Linked DNA regions of Mus musculus: all the other regions are linked to region 4. The links are chromatin contacts, called in public HiCAR-type, HiChIP or PLAC-seq and Micro-C maps. All regions are on one chromosome and are shown on one strand. The core of a region is the stretch at or near the end of the contact, and the rest is flanking DNA. Distances in the headings are between cores, read along the strand shown. Region 1 holds the start of Ccdc149 (coiled-coil domain containing 149). Region 2 has its middle 250 kb from the start of Gm29924. Region 3 has its middle 19 kb from the start of Gm40302. Region 4 holds the start of Ppargc1a (peroxisome proliferative activated receptor, gamma, coactivator 1 alpha).

Region 1 (3,850 bases), core at 332-2,831, 920 kb after region 4:
AAACATCATGTGTTTTCTGAAGGCAGGAGGTGCTGAAGTGTCTCCTGAGTTGGGGACCACTGCATTCTAAGAGCAGAAGAGTGTAAGTAACTTCTTGTTTATTGTTTATTGTTTATTTGTTTATTTGTTTGGAGGGAGAGCTTTGAACCCGCTATGCAGCAGAGGATGGCTTTGGTTGGACTCCTGATCCTCCTGCCTCTACCTCTACCAAGAGCTGGGACCACAGGCGTGCATCCCCATGGCCAGGTAGTGTGCTTGATTTGGAATGACCATTCTCAACACAGATCTACCTGAACAAGAATACCGTACCTTCTAAGTCAGCACCCACTCCTGGACTTCCATGGAGAACCCACCCCCACCTTCATCATCTTTTACTGCTATAGATGATTCTGGATGGGCCCAGAGATGAGATTCCCAGTGGATATATTCCTTGACACAAAGCCTGATAGAGAAGATAACCTGACAGAGAAGATAGAGCTGGGCCGTGGGCCGAGACATAACCCCTTCCAGTGCTAGACCAATGTTTGAAGGAACTAAACTAAGTGGCTCTAAGTGGTGGAGTTCATTGCTCTACACACACTGGGTGTTAAGTGGCTAGATAATGGAGGAGCCGTCCATACAGGTGAGGGAGGTGAATTGGTAGCTTGCTAGGGGAAGGAAGACATCAGGATCCCTCTCACCTGGAGAAGCTAGCTGCCTGACCCGAGCCAACCAACTGGGTGGATCAGAGAGAAGGCAGCCTAAGAGTCTGAAAGCTTCCTTCTGGCCCATTCACAGGGGAGGGCGTGGAGTTGTCTATATCCACAGGTCACATCACCTCTGTACCTGTCTCATTTTCCTTTGAGAAATGAATGGTTTCACTACCTCACAGCACATAGTAGGTGCGGGAAACAGGAGCTCAGAGAGTGGAGTAAGTGAACGCATGAACCAACCATTGCAAGGATGCCAAACTCTTTCACTTAAACCGCTGCTCCAAGTCATTGCACCTGCCCAGTTGTTACCCAAGGGCCCGGATGGTCCCTCAGGCGTCACCTTTTCAGCATCGGGAATCATCCAATCGCTTGCCTCCATAACAGTGGTGACTAGGCAGGCAGGTGGGGCTTGGCTCTTTCCCCTCCCGGATCCCAGGGCTTCTCAGTCTCTCCAATCCTAGGCCAAACGCTGGCGAGCGAAAGGCCCCTCCCCAAAGCCTGGCACCAGATGGTGCGGGCGACCGCGGCTCCCCCGCAGGCCCGAACGTGAGGGGTGGACCGTGCACCTGCAGGTCCTGCCGCGGCCACCTGCTACCCGGGCTCACAGGGCTTGGGGACCTGCTGCAGCGGCTCAGGAGGCCGATCCGGAGCCCCGGCCTCACCTCGCTCACCAGCCCCTGCCAGTCGCTCTCGGTCCGATCGCCGTCCATGTCCCCTCCTGCGTGCGCGGGCGGGCTGCACAACCGCCTCCCTTCTCCTCCTCCTGCTCCTGTCGCCGCCGCCGCCGCCGCCACCCCGGCCCCGCGCAGCCCGGAGAGGGCCAGGAACCTCCGAGCCTCCGCGCCGCCGCCTCCCGCGGCTGCCCGCGCCGCTGCCTCCACGTCAGCCTCCGCGGAGGAAGGGGAGGAGGAGCCGGGCCCCAACCACTGCCCTACAGTGGCTCGGGGCCGGTGCCAGCCGCGGCACCCCGGGGACCCCAGGCCACCAGCTGTGTCTCCTAGGGAAGGAAGGGACTCTGCATGTGAACCATCACATAACCCCAGACTCCAGCATTCCCAGGCCTGTGGTGAGGGAGGGAGGCTGGCGAACAGGTGGGTGTCATCCCCAGGTCGAGAAGCCAAACTCCTCCATCCAGCCATCCCCTGCCAGGTCAGGCCTCTACCATTGAAACTGAAGCTCCACCAAGGAAGGGCCCTTCTTTCCCCTGAGTACACATTGGAGCAACCTTGGCACGCAGTAGATGCTCTACATCTTTTGGTCGAGCGTATGAATGAAGCTCACCATACTGTACATACATTATACTGATTTTTAAAGCGACCAACATTTCTTTTTAAGTATCTGATGTCGTACTAGAACGCAAGTACAAAGTTTGAAAATAAAACTCTAAATTCTGAATAGGGCCAAAAAGCTTGGTGGTGGGATTTAGCATGAGTTAAGAGAGGAGCCAGCTGAAGATTGTGCTATTCAGGGCTCTGTGTAGAAGAGGAGGTGGAAAGGCTGCAAAGAGATGTCAGAGATGGTGGGTGACTTCGAGGAAACAGTTTGCAAGCACAACAGGGCTCATATGGACTCTCAAAACACACACAAGCCCAAGTCAGACACAAAAATGAGAAGAGACATGGCCGCAAAGTCTCACCCCTAACCAAGAAGCGACTTGCAACTGATAGCTTCTGGGAGAGGGAAAATCCGTTTTCTTAACAGAGTGATATTTCAAACACACGGCAAGGCAGGCCCCGTGTTCAGTCCTAGTCAGCCAACACAATAGAACGTCACGGATTTTTTTAAATGCTTTTGTTTGTTTTGGTTTTTATGAGAGAGAAAAAATAAGAAGTTGGGGGTGAAGAGAAGGGGCCTAGGAGGTCTTGAAGAAGAGGAAAGAATATAAGAATATTTAAAATATATTGTATAAAATTTTCAAAAAAAAAAACTTTCTAAAGATAATTCCATGAAACTTTCATGGGAAAGGAAGACTAGAGACCTCCAGAGGGAACCTCAGATGAATGCTATGTGATCCCCGCCCCCACATAGTTGCCAACAGAAAGCTTTCCATACTTGGGGAAACTCAGCTTGTATAAAGGAGTAGGTGGCCTGAGAAGTTGGTAAGTCCATTTGGCAGCTGTAGAAACCTCACGGCCACCATGGATTTACATTGTCAGTTCCTGCTGAGAGCGGGTCAGTTCTGTGACATGGAAGCTGGGTGCTGAAAAGTGGAGAAGCGGCCTTGGCCCCAGCATGCTACATGATGAGAATGGGAAAGGCCGAGCTCTGTTCTTCCCTTCTCTTCTGTGTTTCCAAAATCTTTCCATTATCTCTCATCCTGGGCTCTTCATCATTTGATCTGCTTTGCCCAAGCAACGTTTACAAATGTATTATAATAATCAAGTCATTAAGCGTCTTTGGGGGCAGGGCTTAATTTTGCATAGTACTCATGGGGACCTGTGAGCACCTCCATGAAAGCAGTCCCGGAATGGCTTAATGGATGTCACTGGACTCCCTAGACAGACGGACACCAACCACGCACCACATGTGTGAGGTCCCATCTGACATGGTGCACGAGTAAGTCCAGCTGCCAGCTATCACTACCCAATTTGATGCCCCACAGACTCAGCCAATAAATAAGCAGTGGCTGAGGCTCTGTGTTTGGGGCTAGTTTGCTGTATTCCGGCAGTAACTGGTATCCACGGTAGTAACACTGTTGATAAAGAACTCTCTTCTCTGCCCTTAAAGGAGCATCCAGGCCTGACACCATAGCCTGGTGGCTTCTTATGGTGGTTTGAATAGGAATGCTCCCCACAGACTCATTGGTTTGAATGCTTAGTCACCAAGGAATGACAATATTAGGGGGTGTGGCCTTGTTGGAGGGGGTGTGTCGCAGCTCCTTCTCCTGCACCACAGTCTGCCTGCACACCGCCATGATTCACCGCCATAATGGAACTGAACTAAACCTCTGAGCTGTAAGCCAGCCCCAATCGAATGTTTTTACAAGCATTGCCGTGGCCGTAGTGTCTCTTCACAGCAATGGAAACCCTAACTAAGACAGACCTCATCCACAAAAGCTTCTAGAATAGACTGACTGACTGGGAACGGACTATGGAGAAGAAGCCAGCCTACCTGTGGGGTTTGGGAGGGGGCTTTGTGCCTCCTGAACTCATCCTAGA
Region 2 (3,571 bases), core at 1,032-3,531, 510 kb before region 4:
ATAAGGGAAATTGATAATGAAGATAAGAATCAACTTATATGTCATTTTAAGAAAGTAGTAAAATCTAAATCAATGAAAAGTATATGACAAAATTTGGAGCTGTGACAAAAGGATGGACCATCTAATGATTGCCATATCCAGGGATCCATCCCATAATCAGCTTCCAAACGCTGACACCATTGCATACACTAGCAAGATTTTGCTGTAAGGACCCAGATATAGCTGTCTCTTGTGAGACTATGCCGGGGTCTAGCAAACACAGAAATGGATGCTCACAGTCAGCTATTGGATGGGTCACACGGCCCCCAATGGAGGAGCTAGAGAAAGTACCCAAGGAGCTAAAGGGAACTGCAACCCTATATGTGGAACAACAATATGAACTAACCAGTACCCCGGAGCTCTTGTCTCTAGCTGCATATGTATCAAAAGATGGCCTAGTCAGCCATCACTGGAAAAAGAGGCCCTGTGGACTTGCAAACTTTATATGCCCCAGTACAGGGGAACGCCAGGGCCAAAAAGGGGGAGTGGGTGGGTAGGGGATTGGGGGGTGGGTATGGGGGACTTTTGGGATAGCATTGGAAATGTAAACAAGGAAAATACCTAATTAAAAAAAAAAAAGAAAAGTATATGACAAAAAAACTGCTAAGCTTTAAACTGGAAAGGTTATTGGCTTCTTTTCCTTGGCTTCATCAGAGAACTGGAATTCCTGTGTTTTAACAGGGAAAAATTGCAAATGTTTGATTATATCATTTGCCTAGCTCTAGTCTTAATTTTGTGCTTGATTTAAGGAGTGCTATCTCACTGTGATACATGAATCTCCTGATCCTGCTAGACAATGAGATATTAGGAATGAGCAACTCTGGAGACATCTCCCCATTCCAGTATGTTATTGATTGTGAAGAATTGTTTAGGCCTACTTTGAACCATACTTGGATAAGGAGAAGAACATCTCTCCTTTCAAGGCAGATATTTATCCAAGCATAAAAGTAACCTAGGAGGCAAGTTCAGTTGCTAACTGAAAGAGTCCAGGCATATATCTCTGGTCCTCTGCATCTTCCCCTGCTATATGACCATTTCAGTGGGTTACTCTCAAGCTTAAAGGAGATGGACAATCCATGACAGATATTTGGCTTTTAAGCGACACTGAGGAATTTTGTTTCTCCATCACATCTATAGGTAACTCCTTCCATCTACATAGTAACATCTCTTTGGTTGACTATCCTCATCTACAGATTGTGGTTGAGACCGCAGGAGCCCTGTGTTTCCTGAAGCAGCTGCGCCTCCTCCACTCTCTTGTAATTCTGGCTATTGTTCTCTACATGTCTCACTAGGGGCATGCACCAGATGGCAGTGTCCCATTGAGGACAAGGATCCTCCTGGCCTTACCGCTTACTGACCAACTAAGTGACCAGTTGCTTTGCCATCTCTATGTGTGTTACAGGTCAATGGCATTAGCCTTGGGGCCTAGTTGATGTTCAATGTAAAAATAAACACTGGGAGGACTTCTACGCACGTTCTATTCCCCTTCAGTGGCAAAGTGTTTCATTTGCAAGGTCAATTGGAAAAGGTACATATGTAACTGGCGTAGTAAACAAGCACTTCAAATAGGTTTCTGTCAATGTTTACATTTCTACACACTTCAGCAACTACATAAGAGCCTTCCCAGCCGCTCAGACACACACTGCCAGGCACAGAACCACAGGCATTTGTAATTCAGACTCATTACCTATGAGAAGCTCTTCCATAGAACAGACAAATTTCATGGTGTTGACAATAGTAGAACATGATCCTGGTTATGTTATTTATTAACAGTGACCCTTTTTTAATGTGCCAGTGTTGGAATTAATATGTTTTAAAGATTTTACTAGGTCCACTTGTCTTCAGCTAAGAGCTCTAAAAACTCATGATGGCCAAGAGCCTTCCACTGAAAACTGCAATGAATGTTCCTACTATGCTACAGTCCACTGTGTATGCAGTTGTGGAGGTGTTTACCACAGCTACCTTTTAACACGAAGCTGGGAACACTGGAGTTTTTGTTACCTTTATTCATTTATCATCCCAATTTTACTCTAGGCTGCTGCCAGGCTCTTGAAAAGTCTAAGCACGGCTAAGGCACCCTTCTCACTCCGAAGGGCCATAAGTTTAATAAAAGGTTAATGATCAGCGAGAGTTTAAGCTTCTGCTAAGCAAGTGTGCTGCGAGTTCCTGAGCATGTGTGGTGTGTGTGTGTGTGTGTGTGTGTGTGTGTGCTTGCCCACACATTCCTGTCTTTGTTGCTGCTTTGCAAGGAGCTTGTGAGCTGACCGCTGAGTCATTTACACAAGGGCTGTGTGTGCTGTCTGGTGCAGGATTATGATGGCTGAAATGATAGAAAGTTGCTGTGAATTTCTTCCCAAGCCACACATCATCCGGGATTGCCAAGTTGAAAAAAAATTATAACCGAAGTAGATTTCCTCTTGTCACCTTTTCTCTCCTTGATTCTTACTTGCCCTTTACTCTGTCCTGAGCTACCCTGCAGCCTCTGACCAGGGGCAGTCATGTGCCCTCTGGTGACCTCTAAGGCCTCAGAGGAATCTGATTTTCCTACAGACGGCTGCCAGCTTGGTCTTGGGAATCCGATCCACTCTTGGATCTTTTGCAGGCTCCACAGTGGCATTTCAGAGTAGGCGCCATCCAGATCTCTGCCTCGCTTGTGCCCCAATATGTACAAGGACACTGCCTTGGCATTTCAAAGACCAGCACTGCCCCTGGGGAGGCTTGCTGTCCCCAGCAGTCCAGATGCCAACACCAGCACAAGTGCAATGAAGAAACAGCTTAGTGGGTGGCCGGGCCAGTTGAGTCCCTGTGGTGCCTATTAGAACAGAGTATGGCGACATAGCCCAGTTTAAGCTCAGCTGGATAACTGCCTGAGATTTAGTAAAGCGGGGCTCCCAAACGTGTTCTTCTTTTTTCCCAAAGTGTTAAGGATTGTGCTTCTGTACGAGACAGAAGAAATGGAGTAGACCTAGAAATGCTGGCTCCCTGTGACATTGTGATTTTGAGGAGAATGCAGAGGTAACCTAATGATTGGCCATTTCCAGAACTCATATGAGCTGAGATGGAGCCTGGAAATCTGCATTGTTTCAAAACGCAAGGCATGTTTTTCTGAGGCAGCCTGGGAATCATGACTTAAAATTTCTTCCTGACTCAAAACAGTATTAGTCTGCTATTTCCAGGAGGCCAAACCTAAGAGCAGCCTACAAGGTCACATGAGAAGACAGGAGGAGGGCCAGGCCGGACCTTAGTTCTCTTGGCAACTTGTCCACGGCCTGTTCTCCATTCTGAGCTGACTCAGACCCAGCCCAGTGCATGCCATATGAGCTTCAAAGGGCAGGTGATGACTGCGCTCCTTGTGGCCAAGGCAGATGGGTGCTTACAAAGCTTTTAGGAGGCTCTGAAAATAACAGTCATTGTCAAGAGAGCTGCAAAAGGGGAACCAGAGGGAAAAGGAACCAGGAGTCAGGGACTGAAACGATAAAACAATACACAGTGCTAAAAATGTATGGAGATAACAAAGAGTTAGTCAGAGAGG
Region 3 (3,743 bases), core at 406-2,905, 560 kb after region 4:
AAACCCTTGGCATCAACCTTGGGCATCCCACACACATGTGTGCATACCTGCACATACATTTAGGTAAACATACATGAACATGTACATGGGCATATGGCATCAAAAAAAAGTGAAAAGAAAGAGAGGGGATGAAGATTTGGACAAGCAAAGGAGAGGTTCACTATTTGTAAAGGCAAACAGATGGCATCCTCAGAGACTTTCAAGGGATGGGTGTGTAGCCTCACAGTGCTTTTGTGTTGCAGAGAGGAATGGAGTGGAGACAGTAAGAGGAAGCTGGCCTCTGGCTGCCCAACCAGTCCCCACTACTTGCTCCTAACTAGCACTTAATTCTGTCTTGTTTGCATTCTCTGTAAAATGGGAATAACAAGACAAGGCTCTACCCCGTGTTGTTATGGAGACTAAAGGAGTCATACCGGTGTAAAGTGTTTGAAACAGCATTTTAAAAAAAAAGTAGTAGCCACAATCAAAATCCTGTGATCTTGTGTCTATAGAAATTTATAAAGGTGCAGGATATTTTCAAACCAAAGCTACCAAGAGGAAGCTCATCTTACCGGAAGACCGTGGCAACCGATGTATGTCCCGACAAGTCTTTCTTTTTGTTACTGTGCACTGTGTCATGTATGTGTAAACAGACATACATCATACATGGGTGAGTATGCTCATGTGTGCATGCAGAAGCTAAAAGACAGCCTCGGGTATCACGCTCACCAGCACCATCATCACTACTGTCAACACTGTTCCAGAGTTCACTCACTAAGCTGAACTGGCTATGCTGTGAGCCCCAGGCAGCTTCCTGTCTCTGCATCCACAGTATGCCACCATGCCTGTGATGTTTACGTAGGTGCTGGAAATGGAAGTAGATTCCTCCCAGTTGCAAGCCTTAGGTACATCTCTATGGATCTAAACACTGTCATCACTTTAAGAATTGTGGAATAGTCGGAAAGAAAGCATACATATATTCAATTCTACCTGGTGTTTCCTGCTTTGTCTATCTCTATTCCCAGAACTAATGCCAAGCTTCTCCTACTCCTACCAAAAACAAAAGAACAGACAGACGTGTTCAACAACTTACCTACCTATCTTCTGTAATGAGCCTGTATTAAAACTTCTACGTTGCTAGACAAGATGAAGTGCAAAGAGCCCCAAGCACTGAATAACAAAAACTATAGAGCCAAATTCAACAGGAACCCTGCCTGCTCTGCAAAGATGCATCTGGGCTGTTCTTCCAGGGAGGCCATTTTCTATTGAAAGCTCAGAGGTTGATGGTGCAGGAGGCAAAAGAAAGTTAAAATGCATAGTCACACCAGATAGTGATGCATCTTTCACAAACTTGGGGGTTAAGCTACCAGGGAACCAAGGAACTGTCCGATCAGGTGAGGAAAGTCAGATGTCAGGCCTCTCTGGGACACCCACGCAATCAGCTAATTGGCTTCATTTTTCACTTTCAACTGATTGATTCTGTATCATACAGACCTGGCCTGCTTCGATCTGGGCTGACATAGTGGCAACTAATAAGGTGACCCAGGTCCTAAAAGCAAGCAGATAATGGCCAAGGATGGAGCCTGACCGCTTAAACAACTCCAGGGGAGAAGCCCAGGCTGAAAGGCAAAACATAAAAAGAGAAAGCTGAGGGCTGGAAGCTTGCTCTGCTGCCATCCCTAGGCGTGAAACTGTAAATTAAAGAACGGGCTGCCGTCTGCTGCACTGAGCCAAAGCAGACACATCTCACAGATACACTTTAATTGGGGGTTTCATTCTAACTGAAACAGGTTCCTCCTCAGCAGATGCTTCCCCCCCCCACACACACACACACACTCCACTCCTGCCCACACACACACACACACACACACACACACACACACTTGTGGTTTGTTTTGCACATTGGAAAGCCCATGCAAAAATACCTGCAGCATGGTCTCAGAAACAGGATGGAATCTCCCAGTTTCTAAATGGCAACAGATGTAGTTTCGGCTCTAATACACATTAGACTCTTTCTCTCTCTCTCTCTCTCTCTCTCTCTCTCTCTAAAAAAAAAAAAATCAACAAGCCACCCCCTCCAGCTTCAATAAATGTCACAAAATAACTAAATTCTTTCCTTTCCACGATGATCCGTAGCTGGAGTATTTTTAATGTCTGTTTATTTGCTTGTTTTTGTTTGCCTGGTTTTTATAAGTGAATAAATGACTCGCTACTTTCCAGATTTTCCATCTCGTCCTATTTTTCAACCCCTTGTTTATAATGAACGGTGTCATAATCGTGCTTCTTGTGAAAACGAAAGAAATCAAACAGCCTTGGGATTCCAGGAAAGGAGGTTCTTAGTAGACATGCCTGCCTGCTATTGATGTTGTAAAAAGGTTCCTTTTACATGGTATTAGATGTTGAGAGCACATCATATTGATCTAGAAATAAAAAGCTTGATTTTTTTTAGTACAGCCAACCCTTACCTTCATAAGCACTTTATAACACTAAGAAGTGGGTTTTATTTTTAATTGAGGTAAACAAATTACACTTGAAGAACGATGCTATTTTTAGGGAATGAAGGGTTTGTACGCTTTTTTGGCAGCAATTCAGGTAAAATCATGAATAAGTCTCACTCTTTCAAATTTTGGCCCAGGCCTCTCTCCCCAAGTCAACGCTGCCTGAATCCTGGGATAAAATGTGAAACTATTGCCTTTGTTTTCTCCTTGTCCTCCGTAGGAACAGTAGTTGCAAGCAGTTTTCGTAGTCATTTGCCCATGCTCAGATGCTGAAAGGGCAAACTGGAGCTCAGCAAGGCCTAATGCACACGCTGTATAATTCTCCTTCCTTGAAAATGGTGACGGTGGCTGAGCCGGAAACCTCAAGTCTCCTAAGGCAACGCTCGCCAGCACTTCCCACCGGACAAGCAGAGCTAGGGTAGTGACCGCCCCTTCCTCTAACAATGCTTGTCTTTCGTTTGTTTCTGCACTTTATCTTAAAGTTCATACCGTACCACTGGTGGAAGAAATCAATACTTCAAATCATCTGCTCTCCCCGCCAGCCAATTTCTCTGCACTCAGGTTAGCTCGCTCCCCAGTACCAGTCTGTGAGCTAATCACCATCCACAGAGCAGCACCAGCTGCTTTTTCAGACATTCTTGCCATTTTCTTAGCAACGCGAGTGCCCCTTTCTAGAAGAAAGATGTTGTCTTTGAGGGAGATGCTTTTTCCTAATCAACTTAAACTAACTTTACCCGAAGAGAAGCCAATAGTTTGCCTCTTTCGAAAAGGATCCCTCTTCAAGGTTCTCATCTTTTTCAGGTTTCCCAACCTGACCCTACGAACCTGCCTGGCACCCCTGCCCCGACCCTGACGCCCACCAACTCGGGCTGCCAAGGAGTTTGCACGTGACTGCCCATCTTGCGAAACAAGGCCCTGCCCTCGTCTCTTCCAAGCTCTTGGACTCCTTTCCTGTCTCCTTAAAGATGCTGCGAAGCCTCCCGTGGCTCTAGAGCGGCGTTGCTGAGCGCCTGGCGACACCCACCGGGTCTCCCTTCTCTCTTCTTCCCGAAGAATAGCAAGCAGTCGAGTTTCTGCTCCCTGCGGTGTTGGTCGGAGCCACTTGCCCGGAAACTTAGCCTAAAGCATTCCGGTCCAGGACTGGGAGGCGCGGCGCTGCCGAGGAATCCCCTACAGCCCCCAGGGCTGGTGGCGGGTGTGTGCTTCAAGCCTCAGGTCCGCGCCTCTGTCCTCAAAGGCGAGCTGGGGTTGGTTTCTGACTCATCG
Region 4 (3,539 bases), core at 205-2,704:
TCCGATCTGCCAAAGCCTAGGGAAAGCAAACGGAGCCAACATCTGCAGACCCAGCAAAGAGTTAAGGACCCAGGGCACGCCTGGCTAGATAGGAAAAATGCATTCGCAGGCGGCCTCGCCAAATCATTTTCACTTTAGATGTGTATCACTGCACCACACGGACATCTTATTTAATCAAATCACGTGTGGCACTTGACCCTCCCCCTTACCCTACGTGCCCCCGCTACCGGGAGGAAGCACCATTGTTAGTTAGCAGCTCCGATCCTCCGCGCAATTCAATTCGGGTCCATCTCACCAGAGTCCACAAAAGTTTCACTTGTTTTCCAACTTGCTCAAACTTTCCCCGAGAACATTCCATTGTACTGAATGCAAACACGCTGAAGTCCTCTGGCCCCAGCTAGACTCCAGAGATTACGGGGAAACTGCTTGTGTTTTTTCCTCCCCTGTATGAATTGTAGCCAGCAGAGACTGTGGAATTGATGTATTGCGGTCTATTTTTACACAAGCAGTGAGCTGCTCCACACACGGTCTGCATAAACTCCATTCTCTCCCGGCTTCAGGCAGCTCTCCGTGGTAGAGAGATTTAACCGTTCGGTTTCTCGCCACAGAAGCAAACAGAAAGCTTTGGTCTCTTAAGGCTGGGATTTTTTTTTTTTTTTTTAACTCGCTAGCCAACCCTTTCAGCCGCACACAAGTGTTTTAAAGGAAACAGCACTGTCGTTTTGTGTTCTGTGGGAAAAGCAACCTAACTCAGACCCAGCAGGAATATTTAGGGTCTTGTAAATTCTCTGTTTAATGAACAGAGAGAGGAGGGCGGAAAAGATAAATCCTGACGAGAGTCAAAACGGACTCTCTTTTTAACACAATTCATTTTAATGTTTATCTTCATTTTCTTATAAATAGAAATGGCATTTTTCCAAGCAGGCCACTGAACACTGGAAAGACTTCAGCTCCTGATTCATATCAATATCTTAGAGCATAAATATTGCATATGAGTAGAAACAGAGCCAAAGGCACATGGAAAGAGTTTCTAACTGCTACAGATACTGATGACAGCAGCTAAGCTTTGATTTGCTCAAGGCATCTCCGAGCCACCTTAAAATAGCAAACTTATTGGAGTTAAGATAAGATGGAGATTTCCCCCTCCAAAAGCTCCCGCTGAGCCACTTTCTATGTCCCCTCCTCTCCCCTAGCCCATCCCCCCCCCCCTCCAGGAATCATTGCATCTGAGAGAAGCTCCGGTCCTGCAATACTCAGCCCCAGCTCACCTCTATGTCACTCCATACAGAGTCTTGGCTGCACATGTCCCAAGCCATCCAGCTCCCGAATGACGCCAGTCAAGCTTTTTCAACTCCAATCCACTCTGACACACAGCACACACTCATGCAGGCAACCAGCCCCTTACTGAGAGTGAACTGAAGGCACCTGTCTTACTACAGTCCCCAGTCACATGACAAAGCTATTAAAAAGTAGGCTGGGCTGTCACTCACCCAGCCTCCCTTCTCCTGTGCAAGCTTGCTGCACAAACTCCTGACGTCACTCCAAGGCAGCCCTCTGCCTCAGTGAAGTAACGCTTAGAGAGAGAGGAAAAAAAAAATAGAAGAAAGAAAAGGAAACACTTGGCCTTTGGGAGGCTTCAAGCATCACACTGTGACTGAAGCCAGCTTTGAATGCCACCAACTCTAAACCGGAGCCCTGCTCACATAATAACTCAAATCTCCTGCAATCTTTTTTTTTTAAATTTATTTTCCATCCAAAACAGGCAAATAGCAAAGATCCCCTGTTACTGACACAGTAACTACACCCTTGCCTAAAATGTGTGTGCTTTAAGAAATGGTTTCCAAGTAGCCCCAGACTCAGCTTGGAACTGAAGCAAGCGCTCCTCATGTGATACATTTTCATGAGATTCTTTTTTTTCCCTCCCTATTAGAGGAGTGTTTGAAGGCAACACCCCCGATTTTCTTTCTCTCTCTCCTTTCTTTCCTTCCTTCCTTCCTTCCTTTCTTCCTTTCTTCCTTCCTTCCTTCCTTTCTTTCTTTCTTTCTTTGTTTCTTTCTTTCTTTCTTTCTTTCTTTCTTTCTTTCTTTCTTTCTTTCTTTCTTTCCATGTTTAGTCAACAAAACCGCCACATTTGTTTAGGTCTAAACAAATTTCTCTACCCCAAATCAGCTGTCTCCTTGGCAGTAGAGAATGCAGTCTCCTAAACTGTTACTGCAGTTTGCCTTGCTCCTTGTAAAGCAAGCAAGCCACAACACCCTAGACTCTTGGGTTCCCCCTCATGATTCTTTCCGTGGATCTCATAGGCTCCCAGAAAACAAATGCTAGAAAATACAATTGCTGCTGCCATCCCTGAAACAGCTTAGCTACTCACCTGCCCCCACCCCTTATTTCTTTTCTCATATGTAGCACAGTCTTCCTCATGGCTTCAGGGTGCCTTTTTGAATAAACATTGGACTCCAACCCTAGTGCCTTGGGCTGTACAGTTTGTTTTTGAAATCAAGAATGTCCAGGGAATGAAGGAAAAACACTGAAATGGTATCAGCAGAGATACTCATTTCTTGAGCTTTGCTTACTAATACTTTTTTGTCGTTCCTGAGTCAATGAGGGGTAATGCAGGTGCCACTGTTTTTCCTGTGACATTACAGACAGAGGACATAACCAACTCTCAGCACTTTCCATAACACTTGGGTGCTCAGACTTAACCCTTCCAGGCCCAGTGAGAAATGCACAGGGGACCTTTGAAAACATATTTTCACAATACCTCAAACCCCACAGACTCAAAAACCAGCTCATTTCCTTTACTTGACAGTAATTTAGAAGAAGAAAAAAGTCCCTATGCATCTAAATATAATTTATAAAGCACCATTCATTTAAACTCCTATTCCACTGAGGTTAATTTAATGTGCTCTTTATTTTCTCTCCCCTTAGAAGGAAAACATTGGTGACTTCTCTCAGTCTGACTTTATATAGTCAGTTACTAATACAGTAAAGTGAAAGAAAGAAATGCAGCGAGCGTGCACACACACACACACACACACACACACACACACACACACACACACACACAAAGCCCACAAGCTTGCTGTTTGCTTCAGACCCCGTATAAGGGGTCTGTTTGCTTGGATGTCCACAACTAGTAGACAGGGAATATGGTAATGAAATCGACAGTTTGTCAATAAGTGAACAGAACAAGATGGCCAACAGCTTTGACATTCTAAATTAGGTGAATATACTTCACTGCTACAACTGTCCTCTTCCAAACATCAGAAAGGTATTATTCATTTAATTTTCTAATTCAGAGAGAGAGAGAGACAACCCTGGGATCATTTTCTACATGCAATTAGTAGCCTTACTCTGTACTCCCACAAAGAAACACTAATTTTTCTTGCCAATTAGATTTTTACTTAATGTAAAACTTCAGTAAACTATTAAAATTCAGGACAAAGGTCATGGGCTCTACTTTCCACACAGTCAACTGTGAAATAATGCTGGCCACTTAGCTATAAAGAGTCGATGTTTATTCATCATTATCAAGCAAT

The links. Hi-C and Micro-C count contacts between places; a contact is called where the count stands out from the background. HiCAR-type assays count read pairs that join an accessible place to other places. HiChIP or PLAC-seq counts read pairs in DNA pulled down with a chosen protein or histone mark.
Region 1: a HiCAR-type map of astrocytes shows a contact between it and region 4, with 3 times the contacts expected there. The contact joins the promoter of Ccdc149 here to the promoter of Ppargc1a in region 4. A contact is called at or near these places in 2 of 115 datasets of contacts at active chromatin or transcription factors (astrocytes and embryonic midbrain).
Region 2: a contact with region 4 is called in a Micro-C map of muscle stem cells, with 4 times the contacts expected there. The contact joins the enhancer-like site here to the promoter of Ppargc1a in region 4. A contact is called at or near these places in 3 of 39 promoter capture datasets (3T3-L1-derived adipocytes and liver), 4 of 484 Hi-C or Micro-C datasets (brown adipocytes, muscle stem cells and myocytes) and 2 of 115 datasets of contacts at active chromatin or transcription factors (hepatocytes and kidney).
Region 3: an H3K4me3 HiChIP or PLAC-seq map of forebrain shows a contact between it and region 4, with 6 times the contacts expected there. The contact joins the enhancer-like site here to the promoter of Ppargc1a in region 4. A contact is called at or near these places in 2 of 39 promoter capture datasets (liver and maxillary cranial neural crest), 9 of 484 Hi-C or Micro-C datasets (LSK cells, cerebellar granule neurons, cerebral cortex and 5 more), 12 of 115 datasets of contacts at active chromatin or transcription factors (astrocytes, cardiomyocytes, craniofacial prominence and 9 more) and 1 of 9 other capture datasets (embryonic stem cells).

The regions. Positions count from the first base shown.
Region 1 is chr5:52,469,997-52,473,846 of GRCm38.p6, forward strand. It overlaps Ccdc149 (coiled-coil domain containing 149), which reads right to left and starts at 1,582. Exons shown (of 13, transcript NM_001379231.1): 1 at 1,355-1,582. The coding sequence starts at 1,402.
Region 2 is chr5:51,038,425-51,041,995 of GRCm38.p6, forward strand. No RefSeq gene overlaps it. Among named protein-coding and RNA genes, the nearest start is that of Gm29924, 250 kb to the right of the region's middle. Within about 2 kb of position 2,282, at least 30 of the 459 cell types and tissues checked have an H3K27ac peak or open chromatin away from gene starts, as enhancers often do. A contact at or near this core is called in 3T3-L1-derived adipocytes, brown adipocytes, hepatocytes and 2 more, where this site is marked.
Region 3 is chr5:52,109,531-52,113,273 of GRCm38.p6, forward strand. It overlaps a transcript of Ppargc1a not described here. Among named protein-coding and RNA genes, the nearest start is that of Gm40302, 19 kb to the right of the region's middle. Within about 2 kb of position 1,656, at least 11 of the 459 cell types and tissues checked have an H3K27ac peak or open chromatin away from gene starts, as enhancers often do. A contact at or near this core is called in cortical neurons and forebrain, where this site is marked.
Region 4 is chr5:51,552,467-51,556,005 of GRCm38.p6, forward strand. It overlaps Ppargc1a (peroxisome proliferative activated receptor, gamma, coactivator 1 alpha), which reads right to left and starts at 1,455. Exons shown (of 13, transcript NM_008904.2): 1 at 1,269-1,455. The coding sequence starts at 1,316.